Linked DNA regions of Zea mays: all the other regions are linked to region 1. The links are chromatin contacts, called in public Hi-C maps. All regions are on one chromosome and are shown on one strand. The core of a region is the stretch at or near the end of the contact, and the rest is flanking DNA. Distances in the headings are between cores, read along the strand shown.

The links. A called contact is a pair of places that touch in the nucleus more often than the background predicts.
Region 2: a contact with region 1 is called in a Hi-C map of leaf, with 7 times the contacts expected there. The contact joins the promoter of LOC100193043 here to the promoter of LOC103646424 in region 1. A contact is called at or near these places in 2 of 25 Hi-C or Micro-C datasets (endosperm and leaf).
Region 3: a contact with region 1 is called in a Hi-C map of leaf, with 5 times the contacts expected there. The contact joins the promoter of LOC100381598 here to the promoter of LOC103646424 in region 1. A contact is called at or near these places in 2 of 25 Hi-C or Micro-C datasets (bundle sheath and leaf).

Annotation. Positions count from the first base shown.
Region 1 is chr2:50,019,425-50,022,062 of Zm-B73-REFERENCE-NAM-5.0, forward strand. It overlaps LOC103646424 (regulator of nonsense transcripts UPF3), which reads left to right and starts at 1,351. Exons shown (of 13, transcript XM_008671161.4): 1 at 1,351-1,816. The coding sequence starts at 1,677.
Region 2 is chr2:50,612,109-50,614,746 of Zm-B73-REFERENCE-NAM-5.0, forward strand. LOC100193043 reads left to right here and starts at 1,345. Exons shown (of 5, transcript NM_001357854.2): 1 at 1,345-1,867; 2 at 2,111-2,428; 3 at 2,521-2,638. The coding sequence starts at 1,697. It overlaps LOC103646429, which reads left to right. Exons shown (of 7, transcript XM_008671166.4): 6 at 1-406; 7 at 539-932. The coding sequence ends at 736.
Region 3 is chr2:49,433,631-49,436,268 of Zm-B73-REFERENCE-NAM-5.0, forward strand. LOC100381598 reads left to right here and starts at 1,337. Exons shown (of 12, transcript NM_001329499.1): 1 at 1,337-1,671; 2 at 2,522-2,638. The coding sequence starts at 1,462.

The DNA.
Region 1 (2,638 bases), core at 101-2,600:
ATTTCTGAACCTGACATATGGTGCAACTGACTGTGTTTACCTTCTGTTTGGAGCAAGTCTCTTTTCACAGAAATCGTTTGTTCACAGAAATAGAAATTATAACAGAAACAAAAAACTAGCTGGGTTTACTTGGTTGTGTTTACTTGGTTGTTCACAAACTCCGTTAACAAAAATTCTTAGTCTGTGTTCACAAATTCTGTTAACAGAAACAAAAACTAGCTGGGTTCACAAATTCTGTTAACAGAAACATAAACAGATTCTTGGTCTATGTTTACTTGGTTGTTCATAAATTCTGACACAGCAGCTTGCTGTTAACAGAAACATAAACAGATGACTTTTGTCACAGTTTCAGTCACAGCAGCTTGGCTGAACTGCTTTTGTCATGGTTTCAGTCACAACAGCTTGGCTGAACTGATTTTTGTCTAATGTCGTGGATAGAATATAAACTATCTAAGTTGTTTACAAAACATATGCCATTGAGGACAAACTACACAGTTCCACAAGACATATTACATAAGGTTCCACGAGACATATTACATAAGGTTCCACATGATAAGTGCAAACAAGTTAACTCAACCGATGGTTGTCCTTTTCACATACATTTATACATAGGCATAATCTAAACCCTCTCACAAACAAATATCTCATATACACTCGTTCATATGTGATAGATGGCGATCATTGATCTCATCCGAGTCTAGATAACTATCTTCATCATAAACCCAGTCATCATTACAGTCACCATCAACATCACCATCGCATTGGAAACCATCGTATAAGCCAAGGGCTTCATAGTCTTCAAGTAGAGGTTGTGGACCAATAAAAACTTCCTCCAGATCCGTGCTCACAGTGTCTAGACCTTCTGCAATTTCATTAACAGCACCGCCAATTTCATGGAGGGGACGAGACTCGGAGGGGAAACGAGCGAGTGCCGACGAGGAGGAGCAAACGACGGAAACGAGCGAGTGCCGACGAACTCAGCGTCGCCAGAAACAAGCGCCGCGAGGAGCAATGGAGGAGAGAAACTGGTTGATCCGTTTTGTGGAATGGGTCAGAGAAACTCTGACGTAACACTGTCCAGGTAAACGAACAATACACAGGTAGAGGGATCAAAGCGCGTTTAAGTACCAAAAGACCAAGACGAAATATGTTATAATACTATAATCTCAATCGACACATTCGGGATACTAACTTTTAGAAGCCCACTAAGGGCTTGTTTGGTTCTACCCCAATCCATATGGATTGAGGGGGATTGAGGGGGTTTTAATCCCTAGTAAGTCAAAATCTCCTCCAATCCGTATCAATCCCCTCCAATCCATATGGATTGAAAATAACCGAACAAACCCTAATGGGAGCTTCTTGGTTCAAAAAAAAAAAACTCAACCCAAACCCCCAACCTATTCGAGCGACGAAACTGGAAAAAAGCACGCGACGACGCGACGGTGAAGGGGAAGTGTGAAGGGAAGCAGAAGCGAGACAAATCCCCACCCGGCTCCAAACCCTAGCCACCTCCCCCGTCCCCCCCTTTTCGTCCCCCAGATCTCGCTGGCGTCTGCTCCGCCTCGCTTCGATGTGACCCCACCCTAGGGTTTGAGACGGTGTTGCGGTGTGTGCGTGTGTCGCGGCGATTCGCGACGCGAGTAGGATTCGAGGTGTCGGCGGCGGTGCGAGCGCAAATGAAGGACCCGGCGCACCGCACGAAGGTGGTGCTCCGGCGGCTGCCGCCGGCGATCGCGCAGCAGGCCGTCGTGGACCAGGTCGATGCGCGCTTCGCTGGGCGGTACGACTGGGCCTGCTTCCGTCCCGGCAATGCCAGGTCCGCGCTCTCTGTGCTTCAAGTGCTTGTGGCGTTGCTGTGGGAGGGTGGTACTATCCTGTTTAACCTATGAACCGTGGTAGGAAGCTATTATTACGTTCCGTTTGCTAGTTGTTGTGTACCCACATCGCAAGCAATTAGCCAGTTCATCCGTGTATTATGGAGGTAGAGCCGTGAGATTAGTTACCGAGTTGTCCAATTTTACCTTTCTCTGATTGTGGTGACCTAATTATTTTCTCTGTCTTGCAATGGCCTGGGAGAGATTCTGAGTTATCTGAATTACAATTAAAGTCTGTTCAAAGTCTAAATTTATTTGCTTTAGCATTGATTGCTACTGAAGTGTTAACTAGAACATAGAACTAGTGGATTGCCTTCTTAGCTGTTTCTCTCTGTTGATTGTATTGCACAATCTGTATCTGACCTACCTGTGCTTTTGATAGAGTTTAAAAGAGCTAAAATCATTGGTTAAGGCAGCAGATTTATTGATTATGGCAGATTCATTTTTTCATTCTATCTTTGTTGCTTCTGGAGTCTGGACTCATGTTTTCATCTTTAGTTGTAGAGAAAGTTGCTGAGAAGAATTAAATCCATCTGATAGTTTAGAACTACCTTTACACATTCAACTTTCTTTGCTTTGCAGTAATTGATTACTGGTTAGTGATTTTCTCTGGCCGTTTTATATATTAGTTTAATGTTACAGGGACTTGTATCTGAGTTTTTTGCTATTATAATATTGATTTTGTGGGGCTTCTCTCCTTTAGTACTCTCAATTTGATCTTCTCTGTAATAGTATTTATAAGTTGATTCATCCTTCAAAATAGT
Region 2 (2,638 bases), core at 95-2,594, 590 kb after region 1:
GAAGGATTACCCGTCGGGGGGTTCTGAGCCTCCGGAAGGGTCTTTTCCCTACGCAGATCCGGAGTACATGAGAAGCAAAGTGTTGACACCCAAGTCTGACGTATACTGCTTCGGAACCGTGATACTCCAGCTACTGACCGGAAGACAGGAGCCTGCACGGCGGCTTGCTGGTGAAGTAAGGTGTGCCATGGCTTGTGGCAAGCTATCGTCAATTCTCGACCCTGCTGCTGGGCATTGGCCTATGGAGGTGGCCGGAAGGCTAGCGGAACTGGGCCTGAGGTGCAGTGAGGACAGAAGCCGGGATCGCCCAGACCTGACTGCTGAGACCGTACGAGAGCTGGAACAGCTACACTTGACGAGGGAGGAGGAACAAGCACCCTCCTCTTTCCTGTGCCCGATTATGCAGGCAAGTACCATCGTCTTGCACCATTGTTAACTAGGGAAACGGGTATGGGGGTTGGATCGATGTGAATTGTGATGATGACAAGAAACTCGGTGCGTTTCTTTTATTCTTTCCCTCTTCTGTTTTGGCTTGCAGGAGATAATGCATGATCCTCAGGTGTGCGCTGCTGATGGGGTGACCTACGAAGGGCGGGCGATCCGTGAGCGGATGGAGTTGGAGACTGGGCAGGGGACAGCGCCTCTGAACAACCTGAAACTGGAGCATCTCAGTCTCACACCTAACCACGCCCTTCGGTTCGCTATCCAGGATTGGCTTCGTCGCTCTCGCCGATGAAACTTTTTGCCTGGCGTTTCTTTTGGGTTTTCGACCTGTACAGATTTCACGTGTAAAGGGGTATAGCATATCTGCATATGAATAATTTGAATAGCTGTTCTAAGGTTTTGTCTGTACTTCATGAAATGTATCAGGATGCATGTACGCGGCAATGCAGCTTCAGGATCGATCGCATAAATCTTAAAATAATACTGTCTATGCCATGTCCAACCATCTCTCTAATCTCATCTTTTATTTTAAAATTTCTCTCTATAAATAATACTGTCTATGCCATGTGTTGGATGTGGCTACAGTGGACAAATGTTACAAACTCATAAAGTCCACATGAGAAACTGGGAACTCAGAGATAAGATGTTACACTGTAAGGTCTACAACTCTACATGGAGAGGTATATGGTAGGGAAAAATGTGAAGTGGAAGTTAGTTATTTTTGTGTTATGGCTGTGTTTTCTGAAAATGATAATTAGTGACGTGGTAGTTAGCTATGGATTTAAAAAAACGAAGGAATTCCAAAAGTGATTTAAAACAAGGAATAATTGGATCTATACCATTAAAAGATCCAATCTTTAGATATATACCATGGACCCCACATGTCATTGACTCATGTGGACCCACATGTAAGTGAGATAGTAATGGTATGGATCCAAAGTGGTGATCTTTTAATGGTATGGATCCAAATTTCCCTTAAAACAAACAACACAGTTTCCCGAATCATTGTTTTGGGCCTTGGTGGGCTCTCTACTTTCTGCCTTCCGGCGGTTTCCTTTCATCCTCGTGTTGACCTAGCCAATTTCTTCGACCGAACGAAAACACAGCCGTCGTCGCCGTCCCGCCCGCCCACGGCCGCCGCCGCCGCCAGCTGCCGTTTCCCAAAAGCGAGCGAACGGCAAACCAAATAAAAACTCCTCGAACTACCGGCTTCTACTAAAACCCTCGACGTCGGCAGCGCGGCGTCGGCGAGATGAAGAACCTGCGCCTTGTGACGAGGCTCCCGCAGCAGCTCCAGCTCCAGATAGACGGCGAAACCCTCGTCGCCTCCGCCATCGACGCAGAGAGCCGCCGCGCTTTCTTCGCTTCCTCCGCCAACTTCATCTACACCGTCTCACTGCCCTCGTCCTCCACCCAGGAACAGGTCTCCAATTCCACCCCATCCCCTGCTGATCAAGACGAGTTTTTTTTTCCTTGCTTCTTTGTTTCTTTCACTGTGTCTACGCTAGAAAGCCAGCAAGCAACACTTACTAAAATATTGCTGTATTCTTGTATAGCCAATGGTTTAATTTTTTCAGTCCAGGAAAAAAAGTTCGCTATGCCAACAACTTCATCTTGTAGCTTTCCAGGTTGTGCTGACTATCTTGCTTTCGTACCACTTCTGCAGCAACTACTGCAATGGAGCAAAACTGCTACTCAACACTCTGACATGGAGGAGGTTGTTCTTGATCCTGGAGATCGCATTGTTGCCATGGATTATCTTATGGAGAGGGAGTCTCTACTCCTTGGGTCGTCAGATGGTTGTCTTCTCTTATATAACGTGGAGGAGAAAACAACTGAAGTTGTCGGAAGACTGGAAGGTGGTGTCAACACCATTGCCTCTAGCCCCGATGGGGCCCTTCTCTCTGTCACCACTGGACTCGGCCAACTGCTTGTCATCACACAGGACTGGGAAGTGCTGTTTGAGACTTCACTTGACCCTCAAGTATGTTTAATATACTAAAGTCTTACTGAATATACACGTTCTTTTTGTGTGTGTTTGTGTTCTCTCCCAATTCTAAACATCCTTCTTCTCAGGACGAGACCATTGACAACACAGACAGTACCGGTGGTCAGAGTCGAAGTGCAATTTCTTGGCGAGGGGATGGGAAGTATTTCGCTACACTTGTAGCCCCTGAGAGCTTTTCTAGCCCTA
Region 3 (2,638 bases), core at 87-2,586, 590 kb before region 1:
CTTCCTAATGTGATGAATCGCATGTCCTTTTTTGTGATGATGATTCGATCCCATACATTTTATATTTATGTTTCTACTAAGGTGCATCCAATTTAGCCAAGATACGATATTCTGTAGCATAAGGTAAGATGTACACATTTTTGCACTACCTGTTGTTATATACATAAGGATATGTATAATTGTTCAGGCAACCATAATCTTTAAGACAATACCGTGTTAACCAGATACTCTATAGTAATAGACAAGCGACTATGTGAATATAGTAGTCTAAAGAGTATTCAATTGTTGAATGATATGTGTTCATATGTAATACAATAGACGATACCTCTATAGTGCGAAAGTTGTCTAAGGGCTAGTTTAGAAACCTAATTTTTTCCAAGGGTTTTATATCTTTCAAGAGAAATTAGTTATTTTTTACTGGAAAAATAGAGTTTCCAAACTAACACTAAGAAAGTTTTTTCTCATACTTACTAGACGATGTCTTTGTAATTTTCTTTCAGGTTAGATAAAATTATACGTGATACCTCTCCTAAACTATTAATATCACCTAAACCTCTATACACGCCATAAAGGGTGCTACCGAGTGAGGAGGCAAACATTGGAACATTAATCTTAATGTACTTTCTCTGTTCCAAATATCGTTCACGCTTTTTGAGAAGTAAATATTTTTAACTTTGACCAAATATATACTCTCTACTTGACTTTTCCCCAAAATTGTAATCATTCGGCTTACTAAAAAACATGACATATCATTTATTTTGTTATAATTTATTTTATCAAGCGTGACTTAACATTTTACATTTCAAATAAAATGAGTGATTAATCTTTTGAAAAAATCAACCGCGTAATATACTTGTGAATAGATGGAGTATAAAACATTAATATTTATAATATATAACTAGTAGATAGACCGTTGAATTTAATTTTATAATAAACTTATTTTTAGATACAAATATTGCTAATTAATTTAAGAAAGTTTTACCGGTATAAATACCATAGCTACACTTATTTTCTCTGTATGTAATAATGTCACTTCAATTATTTTTATTTATTCGAGTCGGCAATACTTTGCTTTTCAGGAGCTGCCACTGCCACAGTGGTACGTGTACGTCTAGCATTTTGCTTCCCATCAGGATGGCCACATGCCTCGTTATGCAAATCCCAGCTGCAGCACATATTGTGCTTCCATCTCTAACAGGCCCCGAAGTCCTCAAGAATTACTCCAAAGCACAAAGCCAATCGGCAACGGGCCAACCGCTGGCAGCACAAACAGAACAGGGAGTCAATTACGGAACAACTGACGCCCTTATCTGTAAAATCAGATGTAAAGTAACGCAAAACCGCCCCCGGTTAAAAATTCCGAACGCATCACGCAATCGAGAAAAACACAAACCGAAAAACCTCCTCTACAGTCCCATCTAGGCGCCCCTCCTCGGCTCCGATCCAGTTTCGCCGGCGGCCATGTCGCAGCCGGCGGCGACGGTGGCCGCGGCGGCGCAGCCGCAGGGTCGCGGCCCCGCGGGGCGCCAGGGCGGCCTGGGGCAGAGCATCGCAGGCATCGTGCGGATGGCGGTGTTCTGGTACTTTGCGTCCAAGTTCTTCGGGCCCAAGCGCCCACCCGCGGACCCCGGGATGCTCATGTCCAACCTCTTCCAGAAGGGCGAGCCAATGGTGAGAACGTCCTCGGCCATCTTGCGAGATTTCGGTTCGAAGATGCGTCTTAGGTCGATCGCGGCTTGCTCGTCAGTGGGTTTAGGTTCTGTAGTGCGGGTAGTTTGGTTATGTTTGTTCTGATGTCAAGGTAATTTTAGGATTTAATTGTCTGACCTTTCCTTTGGTTGCTGTGATCCGGAAGCTGTAGTTGTTAGGGGCACTCATGGGTGCTGTTCGCAAGAGGAATTGACTACTTAGCGGACGCAGAAGCGTTTGTTTTTACTTGTTCGAGTGCAAGGGAGATATTTTCAGGCCTAGTGATCACCTCATATTGGTGTTCTGCATCACCAACATTCCTTTTATTGTGATAAAAAAGGATAGCGCTTTGGGTGTGTTAATTGGATCTCAGGAGGCTAAGCTGATTGTTGCTAATGATTTTTTCAGAAATAGTATAAACCCTAGAAGTTTTGTGAACTTTGGTCATGACATGCTGCTGCTGAATTCAGCAAGTTGTGTGAACATGTAGGTGCAGTGCTATTGGTGACTTTATGTTTAGAACTTTTGTAGTGTTTAAGCTAGGGTTTTGACTTTTGAATAATCTATTTGGGACAGAGGAGGGGTTGTTCGTTATGTTTATGCTGGAATGGAAATATCTCCTAGTTGTTTAGATTAGGTTTGGTGTGTTCAAGGTTGGCTGTTGGATTCAGTTTTCAAACTCTGTAATTGTACCATGTGGATTTTGTTGCTGTAGTATCAGCATATTCGACAAAATGTATAGTGCAGAGTTCATTCGTTAGGCCTTCCCTGGGCCAGTAGCCATTTTTGAATTTCTATAAACACCAAGTGCATTGTGGCTATTTTGCTGCAGGATATGTGGATGTATTTGTCAGAGAACGAGAAGTTCAACGATTTTGCTAATGAGGATGCACTTATTTGGCACGAGGCAAACATACCATATGCAGTCTGGGGACCTACCAGTACTAGA